Linked DNA regions of Mus musculus: all the other regions are linked to region 1. Evidence: chromatin contacts called from public HiChIP or PLAC-seq and promoter capture Hi-C data. All regions are on one chromosome and are shown on one strand. Each heading gives the region's core, a stretch centred on a gene start, on an enhancer-like site or on the middle of the called end of the contact. The rest is flanking DNA. Distances are from core to core; before and after follow the strand shown.

Evidence for each region. HiChIP or PLAC-seq counts read pairs in DNA pulled down with a chosen protein or histone mark. Capture Hi-C pulls out chosen DNA fragments and counts their contacts.
Region 2: an H3K4me3 HiChIP or PLAC-seq map of embryonic stem cells shows a contact between it and region 1, with 6 times the contacts expected there. The contact joins the enhancer-like site here to the promoter of Abat in region 1. A contact is called at or near these places in 22 of 39 promoter capture datasets (the 3T3-L1 cell line, 3T3-L1-derived adipocytes, the C10 cell line and 14 more), 4 of 484 Hi-C or Micro-C datasets (the G1E-ER4 cell line, embryonic retina, nephron progenitors and 1 more), 18 of 115 datasets of contacts at active chromatin or transcription factors (craniofacial prominence, embryonic basal ganglia, embryonic forebrain and 13 more) and 4 of 9 other capture datasets (adipose tissue, embryonic stem cells, liver and 1 more).
Region 3: a promoter capture Hi-C map of adipose tissue shows a contact between it and region 1. The contact joins the promoter of Usp7 here to the promoter of Abat in region 1. A contact is called at or near these places in 4 of 39 promoter capture datasets (cranial neural crest, hematopoietic stem and progenitor cells, liver and 1 more), 2 of 484 Hi-C or Micro-C datasets (the G1E-ER4 cell line and uterus) and 2 of 9 other capture datasets (adipose tissue and liver).

What each region holds. Positions count from the first base shown.
Region 1 is chr16:8,511,537-8,514,736 of GRCm38.p6, reverse strand. It overlaps Abat (4-aminobutyrate aminotransferase), which reads right to left and starts at 1,308. Exons shown (of 16, transcript NM_172961.3): 1 at 1,163-1,308.
Region 2 is chr16:8,654,234-8,657,686 of GRCm38.p6, reverse strand. Pmm2 (phosphomannomutase 2) reads right to left here. Exons shown (of 9, transcript NM_016881.3): 8 at 1,999-2,136; 9 at 79-1,131. The coding sequence ends at 2,035. Among named protein-coding and RNA genes, the nearest start is that of Carhsp1, 16 kb to the left of the region's middle. Within about 2 kb of position 1,901, at least 34 of the 459 cell types and tissues checked have an H3K27ac peak or open chromatin away from gene starts, as enhancers often do. A contact at or near this core is called in embryonic stem cells and stem cell-derived anterior neural progenitor cells, where this site is marked.
Region 3 is chr16:8,736,814-8,740,282 of GRCm38.p6, reverse strand. It overlaps Usp7 (ubiquitin specific peptidase 7), which reads left to right and starts at 1,941. Exons shown (of 31, transcript NM_001003918.2): 1 at 1,941-2,079. The coding sequence starts at 1,998.

The sequences.
Region 1 (3,200 bases), core at 59-2,558:
ACGGTCAGTCTTAATGTAGATGCTCTTTTACATCGTAGGATTGCAGGCAGGGTTAATTGTCCCTCCCAGAGCTGTCCTTTGGCCTCCAGGAAACATCTCTCTCCCCAACCCACATCCCAGATCCAGAGAACAGGCCAAGATTCAATTTTTTCCTGTCTCCTGACCTGCCCCCACCAGACCTTCTCAGGCTAGTGTGAGGGAGGCACACAGCTAAGCCAACAGTGTCCCTAGACCAGTGGACAAGCCCAGCAGCAGCCTTCTCTTGGCCTAATGCCCAGGGAATTCCATCAGGCAATATCCACGGGACTTGATGGGGGCAGCCCCAAGAAACGAACAGGGGACCCTTGGAAGTGGGCCAACAGCTCTTCTCTATGTTGATAGCCCTTTGTCCAGGCGGAGAGAGACCTGCGTCTGTAGGGTAACACTGAATAACAGACTTTTACATTTGTGTTGGAGGTGGGGGTGGAAGGGGGTGCCTGCTGGTCCTGCAGTGCCAAGGCCATCTGTGCTCTTAGAGTTTGGAGGCTCTAGGCCTGGGAAGTGGAGGCCCCTAAAAGCCTTGTTTAGGGGGTTATGGCTTCTCCTATAGGTGGGAAGAGACTTCATAGGAATAGAAGAGAAGTCATTTGTCCCCAGAATCCAGCACCTAGTTTCTGGAATGGGCATGCAGGTGATTTGGCCTGGGATGTCCTTGTTGAAAGGAGGGTCTTACTCTCCAGGACTTTCACAGTTGGGGAGGGATAGGACCCTTCTGTCGAGCTGTGTCCTCAACATTCCAAGGAGACAGAGAGAGAGAGAGAGAGAGAGAGAGAGAGAAGCAAGAGAACCTAACTTAGATTTTTAGGAAAGGGAGGAGATGAGAAAGGGTCTAGATATTAGCGGAGGCAGGACTCCACTTGGGGGGGGGGGGGGGACTCTATTCCAAGGACTAAACGAGGGAGGGATTTCCCCCTCCAGCCAGTGGGCAGGACGGACGGCCCCATTTCTGAAGGTTACACGAAGCTGTTTTGCTTTCTGGGGCCTGGGAGGTGGGAGACCCTTTCCTTTCGGAGCAGGATCCCGCGTACTGGTTGGATGGAGGGCCCGGATTCTAGAGGAAGATGTCCTTCTCTGGCTTCCTTCAGAAGGGCGAGCCACGCGCGTACAGACGCGTCGCACTTACCTCCAGGCCCGGGCTGCGATCTACAGGCTGCGATCCGCGGGCCGGACTTGCGCGATCACCTTCCGATGCTCCTGGCTGCGCCTGGCGTCTGCTCCGCTTCCCCCAGCGACTCACCAGGCTCCCAAGCTTCGCCGAGCCACCCTGGCCAATCAGCACCACTGCCTCTAGCCCTTGCTTGCGCCTCAGCCAATGAGAGCACCCGCCATGGGCCACCGCCCCCGGGGGGAGGGGGAAGGCGGGGCGGGGGCAGAGTCCGACCTCCGTGGATAGGATGCGCCCGGGGGTCTCCGAGGAGGGCCGCGAGGGCCGGAGCAAGGGACTTGGGGAGAGGCAGCCGAAGGATCCCTAGCAAATCTGATGGGGGCTAGGAGTCCTCTCCTTACAGGAGGGAGGGACTTTGCAGGCTAAGGCGAATCTTCAATGTACTCCCACCCCACATCACTGTTTTAAGATCCTGGGAATTGCTGATGAATGGAGCTGAACCCCAACCCCGACCTCTGTGCTTCGGATCTGGTCTCTGGAACCTGAGAATCCGGGGCCCTGAAACAGAACTAAAGCACCTGTCGGCACTGGCCCTCCATGCCACCTTCTGGTGCATCAGTGGTGCACAGCAGGTCAATAAGAGTGCTAAACTGAGAGTCAGGTCAGGACTCAGGACAGGTCTCTTTCCCAACCCTTCCTCCATTTCCTTAATGGTAAAGGAAGGCAGAATTGGTTCTATCTCTTTTATGAGTAGAAACAAGATCTTAGATGTAATAGAGATGTGTTCAGAAAATTGAAGATGCACTGGAAACCAGTTAAAACGAATATGTGAGTGACCAAGTCCCACACCTTTTCTTTCATTAAAAATAAAATTTATTTCAATCACGTGTCTATCTGTCTATGTATATGTGTATGGATGCTGGAGGAGGCTATTGGAATCCTGGGACTGCCTGGAGCTGTGGATACAGGTGGTTGTGAGCTGGCAGAATGCGGTGTTGGGAATAGAACTCAGGGCCCCTGCAAGAGCAGTGTGTGGCCCTAGTTGCTCAGCCATCTCCTCCCCCTTTCTCCTTTTGTCTTTCTTATTTCACTTATTTATTTGTTTATTTGTTAGACAGGGTCTCTCTTCATAGCCCTGTCTATCCTGAAACCTGCAATATAGACCACCCCAGCCTCCAGGTCACAGAGATCTGGCTGCCTCTGCCTCCAGAGTGCTGAGGTTAAAGGCACCACCATGCCTGGCTCCTTTTTCATTTTTTATTTTTATTTATTTGTTTATTTTTAAAGGGAGGGAGGATTTATTTTAGTTTGATGGGATGCAGTGTGTGTTGCTCACTTGCTTGCTTATATTTAATGGTCTTATAACTTTCCAACGTTATTTGGACACAAGGTGTTATCACTCATTGATAAAATCAAAGTTGCAAACATTTAACCACCTCTAGGATTTTCCCAGGCAACTGTGTCATGATCTGGCCAACTTTTACAGAGCCTGGAGGTCCCTGTTGAGTCCAGGAATCCAAGCAGCCTCATATATAGTTATTATGGATTGTAAACCTAGAAATAAAGGGATCAAGATAGGCCAGAAATAAGCAAACAAATGAAACAACTCCAAGTAAGCAATCCACTGCGATCCCTAACTGAACCCCAAAGAGACAATGACTAGACTAAGGAGCAGGTGAGAGCCTAGATCCTCGGTCCCTTGGGAACCCAGAAGGTCCTGCCAGTTGCTATCCAAGTTATCCCTATCACCTGACCCAAGGAATTTTCTGGAGGCTGTGTTGTAAATCTAGCACTTTCTTCTTAAAACCTAAGCCTGCTGATAATCCATTTATTGCTTGCCCAAAGAGAGCAAATGGACAATGAATACTTTGTAAAGAAAAGCAAGTTAAAGCAAAAGGATGGGAACGCCTGTTTTTCAGACCCCCAAGATGGCTCTGGCCTTATCGCTTTCTGTGGGCTTTCCAGGAACTGTGCAGTTTTGTGTACTGCTGCCTCAGTCTCATCTCAGCCATTCTTGAGAGAAATTGGATATTTCCACCTTAAAAAACTTACAGGT
Region 2 (3,453 bases), core at 652-3,151, 140 kb before region 1:
CAAGTCCTTTGCAATCCCTACTTGGTAGGTTTGCACTCTTGACAGGTAGGCAGAGCTTGCTTTGAGCCACAGTTGTTTAGCACAAGTCCTTGGACCTGGGCAGCCACACTGCCCCATCAGCAAGATCATACATGTATGATTCGGCCACAATCATGTACTGCCTGGAGAGCAGAGGCCCTTTATTAGGTGGGAGAGTTGAATGAAGACAGTGGGGCAGGGGGGTTCTGTGATAGCCACTGTAGGAACTGGCAAGGCCTGGAGTCCACCTGGCACAGTGGGAGACACTGGACCTGCAGGTAGAACACAGCATCTGGGCTGGCTTGGAACTGCTACAGCCAGGACAGCTAGGGGCTCCAGCATTACTGGAGCCAAGTGGGGAAAGCAGCTCTCAGAAGCCAAGTTCTCTGCCAACCTGGGGTAGACACCCTTTTGACACTGAGGGTTAAAGTGACCAGACTGAGAAGTGAGGTATGGTGCTGTCCCTTCAGTGGGCTTCACAGCACTGCCATAAAACCCAAGGATGCCACAGGGTGAGGACCTGGCATTCTGCTGTGGGTGTGGACAGAGTAGGGGCAGCCAAGGGTAGGGCAGTGGAGACATATGGTGGTTGGGCACTGGGAAGCTGCCTGGGAAGTGTTCTTGGAAGGCTGTCCCCGAGCTTCTGGAGGACACACGTGCACTCTCCAAGAAGAGGCTGGAGAGCACCCCTGCTGCTGTGGCCTTAGGTACTGCGTCTGCTACCTAGGTTGGTCAGCCTGGGGGTTAAAGAGGACTGCAGTGAGGTGCTGCTTTGCTGGGTCCTCTGTCCTCCCCTCCTGCGGTGACAGGAAAGCAGTCTGGCTTTAAGATATAGCAAATAGAGATGGCCAGCCAGGCCAGTGCAAGTGTAAACTGTGGGATCAGTTGTCACTTGGTCAGCTATCTGTCAGGCAGCAGGCCACACTGTCGTCTGTGGCTCACAGAGGGGAAGCTGGCTTGAAAACAGAAACATTAACCCTTTGACAGAATAGTGGTGTTCCTTCCTGCCTCAGCCTCCACCACAGGTTGCAGACGGAGCATGTCACAGAAGTCTTCAGTTCTATCCCAGGTGGGTAACTCTGGGTGGCTGCTCTCTTTCATCATCAGATGCCCCTGTTTGGTGGTAAGATATGGGTGTGAGCACTGATGGTTGCAGGTTTTCATTAGACCTTAGCAGGTGTGGGTGCATGTAATCTGCATTTGTAAGGCAGAGGCAGGAAGACCCTGAGCTCAAGGTCGTCCAATGGGTCCACACAGCAGGGTCTGGGGCAGCCACAGCTACACAGTGAGACCATGTTTCAAAATAGAATCCTGGGCTGGAGAGATGGCTCAGTGGTTAAAAGCACCCTCTGTTCTTCCAGAGGTCCTGAGTTCAATTCCCAGCAACCACATGGTGGCTCACAGATGGTATCTGTAATGGGATCTGGTGCCCTCTTCTGGTGTGTCTGAAGTCAGCTACAGTGTACTCACATACATAAAATAAATAAATAAATCTTTAAAAAAAAAAGGAAAAGAAAAAGAAACCCCCCCACCCACCAGAACCCACACTTTAAATTCCCCAAAGCATAAGGGACCCAGGTATATTCTTGTTTTTCCCTCTATCATATGGTAAGAAACTTTCACAGAGCAGCATGTATCCTCTCAGCTCGCTCTTACACCATGGGTGGGGAGAAACATCAGGTAGGAGTTACTTCTGTCTCTGAGGTCCCTGAGTCGTAGGCTGGGACCCATGCGAGGCAAGCGTCCCCAACCCAGAGCCACCAATCTTTTTGTTTTGTTTGAGACATGGTCTCATTCTGCCTCAGCTTCCTGAGCACAGATTACACACGAGCCACCACACCCAGCCACCACACCCAGCCACAGCCATCTCTGATAAACTCTCTCCCTTGGGGCTGCTGCTGGTACTGCATGAAGGTGTGGCTCATTGGCAAGCACAGCAAGCTGACCTCTGGCACTAAGTGACCCCTGCCCCTGAGTGACCTTTCAGTGTTGTTGGTCAGTCCGGCACTCCTCGGGTCAAGGGAAGAGCCCCTCACAGATCCTGCGTGTGTCTTCGGGGGCCGTCACTGTGTAGCCCACAGTTCTGGGGTCTGTGAAGATCTCATGGTCATTGCCACCCTGCAGAGAAACAACAGAAGCAGTGGGCTAGGCCTTGTCTTGCTCTATGGCTACTGCAACCCTGACGCTCCCATCTTAGAGAGGTTTCTGCACTTAATCTTCCCTTGGTTTCCAAGGCTGACATTTTAGCAGCAATGAGCAAGTTGTCTAACCTTCTTGTGAACTGCAATCGAGCTCAGAAAAGGTAATTATGCTCACGATCGTCATCAGGCTGCCTTTGTGAAGATCTGTCTAAGGCTCGTTTTTTCTTGTGAAAAGACAGTAAATGACAGTATCTCACAGCTATCAATTTGTCTTTGTGCCCACACTTCTTCTGCAAGTCACAGGAGCGTTGGTGGGTAGGCAGCCTAGAGTGGGGCTGCTTATGCCCTGTGACAATGAACATGGCTGCTCAGTCTGCCCACTGCCACTGGCCACATAGGACAACTGAGCACTTGAAGTGTGGCCAGTAAGAGAGGGAAGTGAATTGAGTTATTCAATTGTGTGGTATGTGTGTTTATGCATGCATAGGCGGAGGTTGACTGCGTGTCTTTCTCAGTTGTCTCCATCTTCTTGAGACAGGTCTTTCACTGAGCCAGCTAGATTACCTGGCTAGAGAGTCCTAGATCTACTCGTCTCTGCCTCTCCAGTGACCATAAACCATCTCCCCGGCTCTGAGCTTATTCTACCATCATCATGAGCACCAGCATCAGCATCTTGAGGAAGTTAGGCTTCATAACCAGGCTAGTCTCAAATTTAAGAGCTCTGCTTTAGCCTCCCTAGGGCTGGGATTACAGACACAGGCCACTGTCATGACACTGCAATGGCCCAGTAACAGTATCCGAGCAGACAGGAAGAAAGAAGGCAGGGTGGGGACTACAAAGTAGGCAGCAGTCTGAGTGAGTCCAGCAGCAGGTAGAGAGATCTGCACAGGAGTCTCAGAGGAAGTCTCAAGTGGGATGGGCGTCTGTAAGCACAGGACCTCTGTAGAAAGCACACAGCAGGCACTTGGAAGCATCCACTGCAAAACACACAGGGACTGACTTCATATCCCGCCTCGGCCCTTACCATCTGAGCGTCAGTCAGCAAACCAATCCCTCTTACTCCTTTCAAAACTGGAAAGAGTAAGAGTTACTGCCCTAAACTTGCCCTAAACCTTGGATTCTATGAACAGCAAAATGTCCTGGTTGAATCAGCGCAGGCAGTGACTGCCCACTGTGAGGCTGTGCCCGGAGCACCCCTCTCCTGAGAACCACATGCAGAGCGAGAGCTGCAGCTGGCTGCACATTCTTTCACTTTTGCAGACCTCCTCCCCCCCATGTGATCAACCCTGCCTCT
Region 3 (3,469 bases), core at 692-3,191, 220 kb before region 1:
GAGATGTGAAACACTTCTGGTTCCAGGCACATTAGATAAAAGATACAGAACCATCTCTCCTTTATCCACTTTGGGTTTTTTCCCCCTTTAAGTAAAAAAAAAAAAATTACATGTACATATATTTATTTGAGTGTGTGCGCTTTTGCAGCATGCACAGTGGAAACCAGAGGCCAACTTGCTGGAATTCAGGTCATAGGACTTGGTGACAGCACCTTTGCCCACTCTGCCATTTTGCTGGCCTCTGTTTAGGTTTTGAACTTCAGCAAGGGAAGTTGGGTTGACTGGTGTCCTAAGGCAAGATAGCAAATTGTTGCATTTTTTTTTTCCTGGACTAGCTGGTTATTTTCCTTGCAAGTCATGAAGTGCTAGAAAAGGCTCTTTTTTTATTATTACTAATTAATTTTTTGTGAAAGCAAGTTGTTCAATAGTATTTGCAGTACGACTATCCCAACCCCCTGCACCCAACTCTGGGTGACCTTGGGAAGGAGGAAGGGGCAGGTTTCTGGTGAATCAGGTGCCTTTGGGACCTGGTAGGAGGAAGTTCCTTGATGGGAAGCGTTCAGGCCAAGATGTTCTTGTTTTGTTGTTGATTTGTTTGAGTCCTGGTTGGCTTGGCCATGCCTCCAATTCGAAGAGATCCTACTGCCTCAGCCTCTGCCTCCGCCTCCCAAATTCTGGGATTAAAAAGGCATGTGCTACCCCCCCCCCCCCAAGTCAGTTGGCGCTTAGGCCTTAAATCAATCAGATTTTCCCTCTTCAAATTTCTTGTATTGAAAAGTTCGCTTTTAAAAAAATTTGACTCCTAAAACTTAGAAAGGTAGACGCAGGAGGATCAGGTGTCCATCAAGCACCATGAAAAGTTCCAGGCCAGCTTGGACTACCCGAGAGACTCTTTCCCAGTGGACGATCGTGGCCAACCTGATCTCCTAGAGAGGAAATAAATGAATGCTGGGATAGGTGAGAGCCGAAGGACTACACTTTGCCTTATTGGATCTAGGGTGCAAAAGAGTTAAGTTTCCCACGTATTTGCCCGGGTGAGAATCCCGGGGCCGGTTACGGGCCGTAAAACGGCGCCGCGCCTTGGGCTCCTTGTCCAGCCCAGTTCCCGCGAGCACCCCTACCCTCAGCCGGAGCCCCGCGGCCCTGGGCTGCGCTCCGCTGCCTCACAGAGGAGACCCCGGCGCCCCGCTCCAGCAGGGCTGGCGGGCGGGCGGCCGGCGCGCGGGGTGGGTGCTCCTCGGTGGCGGCGGGCGGGCCGCTCCCTGCTCCGCCTCCCGCTCCGCCTCCCGCTCCGCCCGCCGCCCGCCCTCGTCTCGTTCGCTCCGCTCTCGCCCCCCATGCGGATGTGACATTTCACGCCGCCGCCATTTTGAGAGCGAGCTGAGCCGAGCCGAGCCGCCGGGCGCCGCGTCCGCTGCCGGAGCCCCGACGACGACGCCGAGGAGGCGGAGGCCTCAGCGCCCCGAGCGCGGCCAGCCGGTCACCCGCCCGCGCAGCCTCAGCGGTCGCCGCCGCAGCCCACACCCGGGCCCGCAGGCTCGCCGCGGCCCGCCCGGCCTCCAGCCTTCCGCGCCCGGTCCGAGGCGGGGCTGACTACGCGGCCCCCGCCCGGCCGCCCTCCGCCCCCGGCCGGCCCGCGGCCCCGCAGCCCCGGCCCCGGCGGCGGGAGGCGGGCCCTGCGGCGGCGGCGGCGGCGGCGGCAGCGGCGGCCGCAGCGAGCGAGGAGGCCGCCCGGCTCGGCCCGCCGCCGCCCGCCCGCCTCGGCGCCGAGATTGGGCGAATCGCGAGCAAGTACGTGCGCGTCTCCCTGCCGCCGCCGCCGCCGCCGCCGCCCGCCGCGGGCCGCCCCGGGGCCGCCGCCGCCGACGACGCGCGGGTAGGAAGAGGAGGAGGCCGCCCCGCCGCCGCCGCCGCCGCCGCCTCTGCTAGCAGCCGCCCGCCCGCCGGGCCCGCAGCCCGGGCCTCCGGCCGCAGGCGAGGCCCAGGCCGCGGCCGACATGAACCACCAACAGCAGCAGCAGCAGCAGCAGAAAGCGGGCGAGCAGCAGCTGAGCGAGCCCGAGGACATGGAGATGGAAGGTGAGGCCCGCAGCGGGGCCGGCGCTTTCATTGTGGTCCGGGCGGCCGCGGGAGCCACGCGAGGGCCTCGCCATCTTTAACCAGGCCGGGCTGCCGCTCGGCCCCGCTCGGCCCGGCGCTTTTGCCGGGCCGGGGCTGCACAGTCATGCGGCCCGGCGGGGGGTGGCCCCGGACCCCCGAGTTCACGCATTGTGCAGCGCACGGGCTGCTGGGCACAAAGCGCCGGAGTCGTAAATTAGGATCGAGGTGTGTTGGCTCCGGGTACCCAGGTTGGGAGGCGGGCCCCGGGGACCGTCCTCTTTCCGGGGTGTGTGGCTCTGGCCAGGCTGGTTGGGCCTGCTCCCCGGCCCCTGAGCTCTTGGGGTGGGTATGGGAGCGGGTGCGCAGGTTCCCCTGCACCTGCTTCTGAACGCGCCCCCGGAGAGCCTCCCCCCAATAACTTCCGAGCGCTCTGCCGGGCGTCGCGCTTAATTGCGGAGACACCTGCAAGGCGCGCAGCTGCCCTCAGCCTTTGGACTTGCTGGGAAAGTACTCAGGTTCGCCTAGTTTATAAGTTACCTGGGCTTGTGGAGGAGTTTGGGTACCTGGCTGTAGGTGGTGCCGTCCACGTCCGGCTAAAAAGTGTGCTTGAAACTATGGAGTTCCGCCGCACATGGCTGGCCTACTGCAGAAGCAGATTAAGTTCTGGAGGTAACTATGTTTTCTACCGGAGCCGCAGGAATTTATCTTGGTACTGGATTTTATACTGTTTGTAGAGCTTCGCTATCAAGGTTTGCTGTGAAAGCGCAGTGGAGGGACTCTGGCTTCGGGATCTCATGCTGGGTTGGTCATTTTCTTTTCTTTTGACTTGGTACTTTAAGTGAAGGCAGTATGCGCGGTTACCTGCCCTAAAGGGGTCAGACAGGCAGGAATCCCAGTGAGGGGCAATGAATGGACCGTTCAGCAAGTGATAGTGGCTTTCATAAATGAATGAAGGTTCCTAGGAAGTTGGGGTAAAACTGTATTTGTTGTGTATGATGTAGCATGCTCTAGGCTAGGAATACTGACTCTTGACCCCCCCTGTGAATAACTTGATGGTGATCAGTGGGAATCAAACAATTGTCTGACCATGCAGCAGAGGGAAAAAGGCCCTAGGGGGCCGGGGGAAGGGGGAAGCTGAAGTTCATGCCAAGGACTAGGCTGTTTCTCTTGGCCTCAGCAAATCAGTAATTTCAGAGTGTCTGGCAAGTGCGATTAAACCAAATAGCTGATGGAACTCACCTTTGGGAGATTAGTGTACTCCTTTTATGCTATAATTTCATGCACGTCTAAAGTGGAGAGTTGCTCGGAACGTGAACATCCGTTTTCCTTTCAAGTCTTCCTCACTGCTCCTCTAGGGCTTTGTGAGAAT